2 separate regions of the Ovis aries genome follow, and region 1 is linked to region 2. A link is a contact called in public Hi-C data. All regions are on one chromosome and are shown on one strand. Each heading gives the region's core, a stretch centred on a gene start, on an enhancer-like site or on the middle of the called end of the contact. The rest is flanking DNA. Distances are from core to core; before and after follow the strand shown.

Region 1 (3,568 bases), core at 582-3,081, 65 kb before region 2:
CCACACTTTCTATCTTATCTTCTCCCTTCTCTTCACCAGCAGCACCGATACAATTTTCCCAGTACTGCCTTCCCCTCATTTCCCAGGGTAAGCCCTCCTCAGAGGTTCCTGTGAATTCAAGAGCAGCATCTGTGTTCCATTCACCTACAGTGTATCTGGCAGCGTATCTAAGCACAACGCCGGGCACAGGGTAGGGGGCTCAACCAACACTTGTCGAGTGAATGAACGCTAAGACGTCAGCGTGATGGGCAGTTTTTCCAAGTCTCTCTTTTCCATCCTGCCCCGGCTGCAGACCGCACACTGCGCCGCAGAAGTCCCCGGCAGGGGGAGATGGACGACCCCGACCCCCGGGAGCTCCTGTGCTCGGGGGTCTTGGTCCCCGGCCAGGGCAGAAGGGCGCTCTGTCAGGAGCTCTGCGGCCCAAGCCCAGGCCAGGTGAAGTGTCACGCCCCGCGCTGCCGCAGGGCAAGCGCCGCTGCCGCGGTTGTGTAACGTTGCAGCCCAAGGGGAGGGGACCCGGGCGCCTCTGCTCCAGTGGGGGCAGAGGAGGGAGGAAACGCAGGGCACCGCGCCCGGTCTCTTTCTGTGCTTGATCAGCCTAAGTGTGGGCCGGGGAGGGGGGTGGGGGCACTGGGGCACCCTGGGGGGTGCGCAAGTGAGTGTCCGCCGGCACGCAGACTGCGCCCCGGGAGCACAGCTCCAAAGGAGCCAGGGACCGCGGCGCACAGCCTAGCGGGTCAGGTGCGCGCAGCGTGCTCCGCGGCGGCCTCGCCTGCCCCTGCGCTTGGCTGCCAGCCCGCTTCCCATGGGGTGACATCCGCCCCGCCCTCCTCGGCCCCTCCCCACGGCGGGCGATTCCTGGACTCGGGGCCGAGGGGTGGGGGCAGGGAAGCCGGCGCGGAAAGAAACCCCAGCCTCTGGGGAAGGCAGGGGGGCCGGGCGACTCCCTCTGCTGCGCGCTGGTTCCTCCGAGCGGGCGCGCGGGGGGAGGAGGAGGAAGAGGGTTGGGCTGGAGCGAGCGAGGGGATATTCCTCTCCCGGCTTGAGTCAGACGCGGGCGGATCCGTCCTCCCCCGTTCCCTCCCAGGAGACGGGAACTTACTTCATTTCCCTGGGGCAGGTTCGCCCACGTTACCAACCTCCCCCCACCACCTCCCCGGCTCCCTAGCCCCTTCCAGCTTCCGCGCCCCTCGCCCAGCTAGGCAGGACCCAGACTGCCCTGCCAACCCCCTCTTCGGGGAAAGGCAGCCGCAGACACCTGGGGGCCGGGGCTGGGGGGTGGGGGCTCCCTCGCAGCCGCGGGAGCGTTGTCCAACACGTGAGACTCATGTGATGAAGCCGGGGGAGGGCGGGCAGGTCGCTCCTTCCCTCCCCGGCAGCGGCCAGACGTGCCTGGAGTCACAGGGTAGAACACGTAGCTCCAACCCACCCACTCGCTCCCATTTAACCCAGCCCGCAGCCTCTCCATTACTCCTCGGCTCTCCCCCACCATCCCCCCCCCCACTCCGCCCTAACCGCACCCCCCCTCCCTCCCGCCTCCCCGCCCGCCCCACTTCTCATTCACTTGGCTCGCACCGTGCAGACGGCACTGGGAGCACACACCGCCAGTCTGTGCGCAGAGCCGGAGCCAGAGGCCGCGGGTACACCATGCACGCCCCCAACTGAAGCAGCACCTCAAAGCCGCAGCTCTTCGCAGCCCAGCGGATTTCAGAGAGCTCTGACTCAGTGGAAGCCCTGCGGAGAGACCCCCGAAACCTCCTCCACGACAGTCCTCACCCGACGCTCCGCCACTGCAGACAGGAGCGCAGAGTGGCCCCGGCTCGCAGCGCAATGGAGCGGATCCCCAGCGCGCAACCGCCCCCCACTTGCCTGCCCAAAGCGCCAGGACTGGAGCCCGGAGACCTACCAGGGTAAGTTGGCACCCCTGGCCCCTTCAAGCCTCAACTCCAGTCCTGCCTTCTACGCGGCTTTCAACTCCAAGTAGTTCTGGGTGCATCCGGGGGTTCTTGCCAGTCAGGGCTCCTGCAACCGATGCGCAAGTCATGACCCTTCCTCGTCCCTCTCCCTGCAGGATGGATTTTGCCCATATGTACCAAGTGTACAAGTCGAGGCGGGGAATAAAGCGGAGCGAGGACAGCAAGGTAAGAGCACCGCGCCCCTGTGGACCCCAGGCCCTCGCACGCGCTGAGTTTCCAATAAAAGTTTTCTCACTTTAACGTTGGAGGGAGGTATGCAAGGTGTGGGCCCTGTGCCTCTACTGAGTGGCTTGGAGAAGAAGGGGCAGATAGGGTTCTGGGTGTGACTCTGCTCCACTGCCGAGACTCTTCTGCCGCGGGGTGGGAAAGGAGAAGCGCTTCTCACCTCCTTCCTCCCGCGCCCACCATCTCTCCGTGCGCTTTGCAGGAAACCTACAAACTGCCGCACCGGCTCATCGAGAAAAAGAGACGTGACCGGATTAACGAGTGCATCGCCCAGCTGAAGGATCTCCTCCCCGAACATCTCAAACTTACAGTAAGTGAGAAGCTGGCCCCTCTCCAAACCAGCTCCTCTGCCCAGAGGGCGGGCGAGGGTCACCCGCCGCCTGCAGGCTCCGCCAGGAACTGCAGACCAGATGGCTGGATCCTAGCTAGTGGCTGGCTCTGTTTGGGGGTACCCTTCTCCAGTCTCAGAATTTTCTGGCAACCTCGTGCAAATAAGATAAGAATCATTTGTACTTGTCCAGCTTGGCACCAACACCAGCCGGCCTTCCTTTGCTAGAGTTTAAGGTGATTCTCCGGGTTCTCCTTTTCTCACATTGAGCAAATCCAGCAACCCACTTTTTTTTTTTACCCCCTTCCCCACATCCCTTTTTAAAATAAGAGGACTTGTTTTGATGTGTCTTTTTTTTTTTTTTTTTTACGTCCTGTCCTTTCTTGGCGATTGTCAATAGCTTACTAGATTGGCAACCTTTGGTTGGGGAAAGAAGAGAAAAATAGTATTTAGGAGAAAATAGTATTTAGGAAGGAACAAAAAAGCGTAGATGAGCTAGAAGTTATGACAGGGTGTCAGGAAAGAAACTAGGGAAAGCCTCTTGGCTGCCAGACACAGTAGAAGTCTCTACTAGGGTTGACACCACTGCAGAGAAATGTTATCTCTGGATTCCCCTGAGTTAAGGTCAGCAACGGCTGCTGGAAAAATTTATCTGTCAAAGCTTTCTCCTGAGCTAGCTGCTGCTTCCAAAATGCCTCCAAAGATGGGGTACACTTGTTTGCTGTCCTCTAATCAAAAATATATGCATATATACATATTTTTAAACATCATCTATAAACTTAAAACTTAATTTAGCCAACCAGGAACAGACCTTTTTATCCCCCTTTAGAGACATTCGGTGGTGGTGGTTTAGTCGCTTAGTGGTGTCTGACTCTTGCGACCCCATGAAGTGTAGCCCAGGCGACTGATGAATCTCATGGCTAATTAGTATCCCAGAGGTGGGACTTCTCTGAGCTCACTGCTGACGGAGGCTCTTTTTATTCCAGACTTTGGGTCACTTGGAAAAAGCAGTGGTTCTTGAACTTACCTTGAAGCATGT
Region 2 (3,726 bases), core at 788-3,287:
AATCATAACAGAACTGTTTGTGGGGAAACAGCCTAGTTCTAGGAACTGGTAATAGAAGCCGGGGTTTGTCACCTTCACGGGTGCATCTCCAATCCCATTTGGGTGCTTGTCTGGGGCCCATATGATGCTGCACCCTTGACCCAAGGGGAACTGAGCAATTGGGCAACGGCCACCTCAGCTGATGAATGCTTAGGTCCTACACACACAGCTCCTCTGTGGCCAGACCCCGGGCAGAGGACACAAAGGAAAGAATCTTCAGAGGGATGGCCTATACCTCCCTTCAAAACATTATTTCTAAATCATGAGTCATATTATAATGACAGCAACAACAATAGCAGGGAACCTGCATTGAACACTTAGCTATGATTATTCTCACTAGTGTTATTACTTCATTAATTGACTGAACAATCAAAGTACCTTGTAAGCTGCAATTATTCTTGCAACAAAGTGCAGCACTTAAGAGTTCAGGCTGTGAGGGCAAAGACACGGAGGTTTGATGCCACAGCCACCTCTTGCAGGTTGGGTGAGTCTGAAGGTCACTTCAAATTTCTAGGCATCAGTTTTCCTCATCTGTAAAATGAAGAGGATATTAGCATTCCCTGGAGGGGCTGGGAGGATTAAATAGAATCATTTATGTAAAGCAATTAACAACATACTTGTTGGTTCAGAATGAGGATTCAGAGATTTGGGAGGAGACAGTAAAGCCTCTGCCTGCGATGCTGGAGACCAGGGTTTGATCCCTGGGTTGGGAAGATCCCCTGGAGAAGGAAATGGCAACTCACTTCAGTACTCTTGCCTAGAAAATTCCATGGATGGAAGACCCTGGTGGGCTATAGTCCATGGGGTCGCAAAGAGTTGGACACAACTGAGCGACTTCATTTCACTAATGAACTATTAGAAGTGAAATGCTGGGAAATTGCCATTTTTCTTCCTTCAGAATGAGCTGGCCTTCTAGGGCCAGCTGTTCTCTGCCTGAACTCCGTAAGCCCCTAAAAGGATCCGAGCTTCCCATGAGTGATGATACAGAAAGAAAAACAAAGAGCGAAGAATGAAGTGACCTCTAGAAACAAACTACGATTTCTTGACCACGGGTCAGAAAAGCTGCTCAGGTGTCTTGCTCGTCAGATTTCAGCAGGTGGCAGGATGGTGGAGTGCACAAGAAAAAAGTCTGTTTTTCCAGCTTTTTTTCTTTTTTATTGAAGGAAATGTTAATTACTGTTGTACAACAAAATGACTCAGTTACACATTATATATTAATACATTTGTTTTCATATTCTTTTCCATTATGATTTATCACAGGATATGGAATATACCTCCAACTTTCATTTCTGCCTGGGATGTAGTCCTGAACGTATTTTCTCACTAGCAAGATCAAAGGGATGGTTCACCTAACATCACTCATGGCATCTTGCCGGACAGCAGGGAGGAGGGGACACAGATCCAAGTACTTGCTACCACAGTCACTTGTGTTTGGGGGGAGAGGATGCTATTCATTTTTGCTGTGGGGTAAGCTTAGAAATAGAGTGAGAAATTGCTGCAAATGAATATTCAATTGGGGAATGTCAGTAGTTGAGTGTGTCTGTGGATCTGATTATTTTTCAGGAGAAACCCAGTGACCCTGCTCTGAGTTTCAAGGTCCTCTCTCCTTTCCCCTAATATCTACTGAGCACTAACCATGTACCGGGGCCAGGTTACATACCACAGGATCTGGGGTCATGGACTTGATGGAGTGTTTGCTCTCAGGAGTGTCCAATCTAGTTGGAGAGATAGACATTGAGCAGATTTTTTTTTACCACCAAAATTGTCATTGCAATAGATACTAGGAAGGAAAAGGCTAGAGGCAGTAAGGATAAGAGTGAGGAAGAGGGCCATTGCACCTTGTCGGGGAGTTCAGGGAAAGCCTCTCCCAGGAAGTGATGTTTGAACTGAGAAATGGAGGGTGAGCAGAAGTCAGTCAAGCAAAGAGTGTCTGGCGGGGATGTGGGTAGAGGAGCTTAGCATTTTCAAGAAACGAGGAAATGACCAGCATGGCTGGAGTCCAGCACACAGAAGGAAGGGTGACGTGGCCTGGAGCTGGTGCGGGGCGGGGTGGTGGGGGTGGAGCAGAGAGGAGACAAGGCTGGCCTGCTTTCCTCTCACTTTGCATGGCCCCTTTTAGCTCTGACATGTACAGTTCCCAGAGGGGAACAGTCATGGGGTTGCGGGTCTGCAGGCCAGTGCGCTCCTCTGGCTCTGGCTCAGGCCTCCTCCCTGTGGCTGTCTGGCCCTGCTGCCCTCCTTTGCCTGTGGTAGGTTTGCCCGCCATTTTCCTGGGAGCTCAGTGGCCCCCTGAGCACTGAGACCACAGCGGTCCTCACTCAGAGATTTTGGGAGCCCTGGTGTAGTGTTACCCAGGTGATCTGCCTTCCTCTTGCATTGCCTGTGATCTGATTCCCAGTAAAGAACCAAGTCCCCACTTCCTACCCCAGCCCCCAGTACTGGTCCCTTCAGAACAGTGGGAATGGTTACCTTTCACACGGCTGGTTCAGAGCTGGTTCACTGGACCGGGGCTGAACTGTGGTTTCTCTGGGTCAAGTTCTCTGGATACAAAGGGGAGCAGACCTAGACAGAGTCCTGCTCTGGAGCAGCTTGCAGGCCATCAGGCACTTTGCTCAGCCTCGTCGCTCTGATCCTATCTCACCCCCAGAAGAGCCCCGTGCCGTAGGGACTGCCATTGGTGCCCATTTTAGAGATGAGAAGACTGAGTCAAAGAGGAGCTAAGCAACTGGCCCAAAGTGACACTTGGCAGTGGTAGCAAGGCTGGGATTTGAATCTGTCTGATCCCAAGGCCCAGGTTTCTAACCAGCGCCTTCCATTCCTCTTTCTCTCTGAAGTTTTGGAAGTGTCCTCAGACTGTGATTCTTCTACAGCTGGGGCCCTGTCTTATGGATGTCTTGTGGGTCCTCCACACTCCATGCTTTCCTGTGGCTGCAGCTCACCTTCCTGTTCTCACAGGCAGGGCTTCTCTCGGTCCCTGCCATCTGCTGGCCCAGTTCCCTCCACTGGCCTGCTGCTGACACTGACTCCCAACTGGGTGACAGGGGACACAGTAGGCACTGTAGGAACCCAAAGAATCACCTGAAGGCCTGAAGTTCTCCTAAGAGTTGTGACTTCAAGGAAGTGTTTCTCAAAGCGGATGGCATCATCCTCAGAGGGTGTTTCCTGGTGACAGTGCTTTTAGTTTTCACAAGGATTGCAGTGCTGTGGGGATGGAGATGAGGAAGTCTCACATCCTCCTGGCTTTGAGGACCAGTATGAGACAGAACTGTAGGGCAAAGAGCTGTCTTGTGTCCCCTCAAGATTTGAAACGTCCCAACAATGATATAGTTTAAGAACTTATTTTTTTTATTATTTGAGCACAGATCTTAACTTTTTCTTTTTTTTTTTCATACAAACACAAACACCAGCATGGGTTTTAATAGGCACCATGCTTCCTAGGAGGAGAAGGCAATGGCACCCCACTCTAGTACTCTTGCCTGGACAATCCCATGGATGGAGGAGCCTGGAAGGCTGCAGTCCATGGGGTCGCAAAGAGTTGGACACGACTGAGAGACTTCACTTTCACTTTTTACTTTCACGCATTGGAGAAGGAAATGGCAACCCACTCCAGTGTTCTTGCTTGGAGAATCCCAGGGACGGGGGATCCTGGTGGCTGCCGTCTATGGGGCTGCATAGAGTCGGACACGA

The links. Hi-C and Micro-C count contacts between places; a contact is called where the count stands out from the background.
Region 1: a contact with region 2 is called in a Hi-C map of liver, with 2.8 times the contacts expected there. The contact joins the promoter of BHLHE40 here to the enhancer-like site in region 2. A contact is called at or near these places in 2 of 16 Hi-C or Micro-C datasets (blood and liver).

What each region holds. Positions count from the first base shown.
Region 1 is chr19:21,382,464-21,386,031 of ARS-UI_Ramb_v3.0, reverse strand. It overlaps BHLHE40 (basic helix-loop-helix family member e40), which reads left to right and starts at 1,831. Exons shown (of 5, transcript NM_001129741.1): 1 at 1,831-1,910; 2 at 2,072-2,141; 3 at 2,404-2,511; 4 at 3,516-3,568. The coding sequence starts at 1,831. It overlaps LOC105603426 (a long non-coding RNA gene), which reads right to left and starts at 2,477. Exons shown (of 7, transcript XR_006057022.2): 1 at 1,907-2,477.
Region 2 is chr19:21,317,037-21,320,762 of ARS-UI_Ramb_v3.0, reverse strand. The region is part of intron 1 of LOC121817217 (a long non-coding RNA gene); the gene reads left to right. Among named protein-coding and RNA genes, the nearest start is that of ARL8B, 57 kb to the right of the region's middle. Within about 2 kb of position 2,037, at least 14 of the 54 cell types and tissues checked have an H3K27ac peak or open chromatin away from gene starts, as enhancers often do. A contact at or near this core is called in liver, where this site is marked.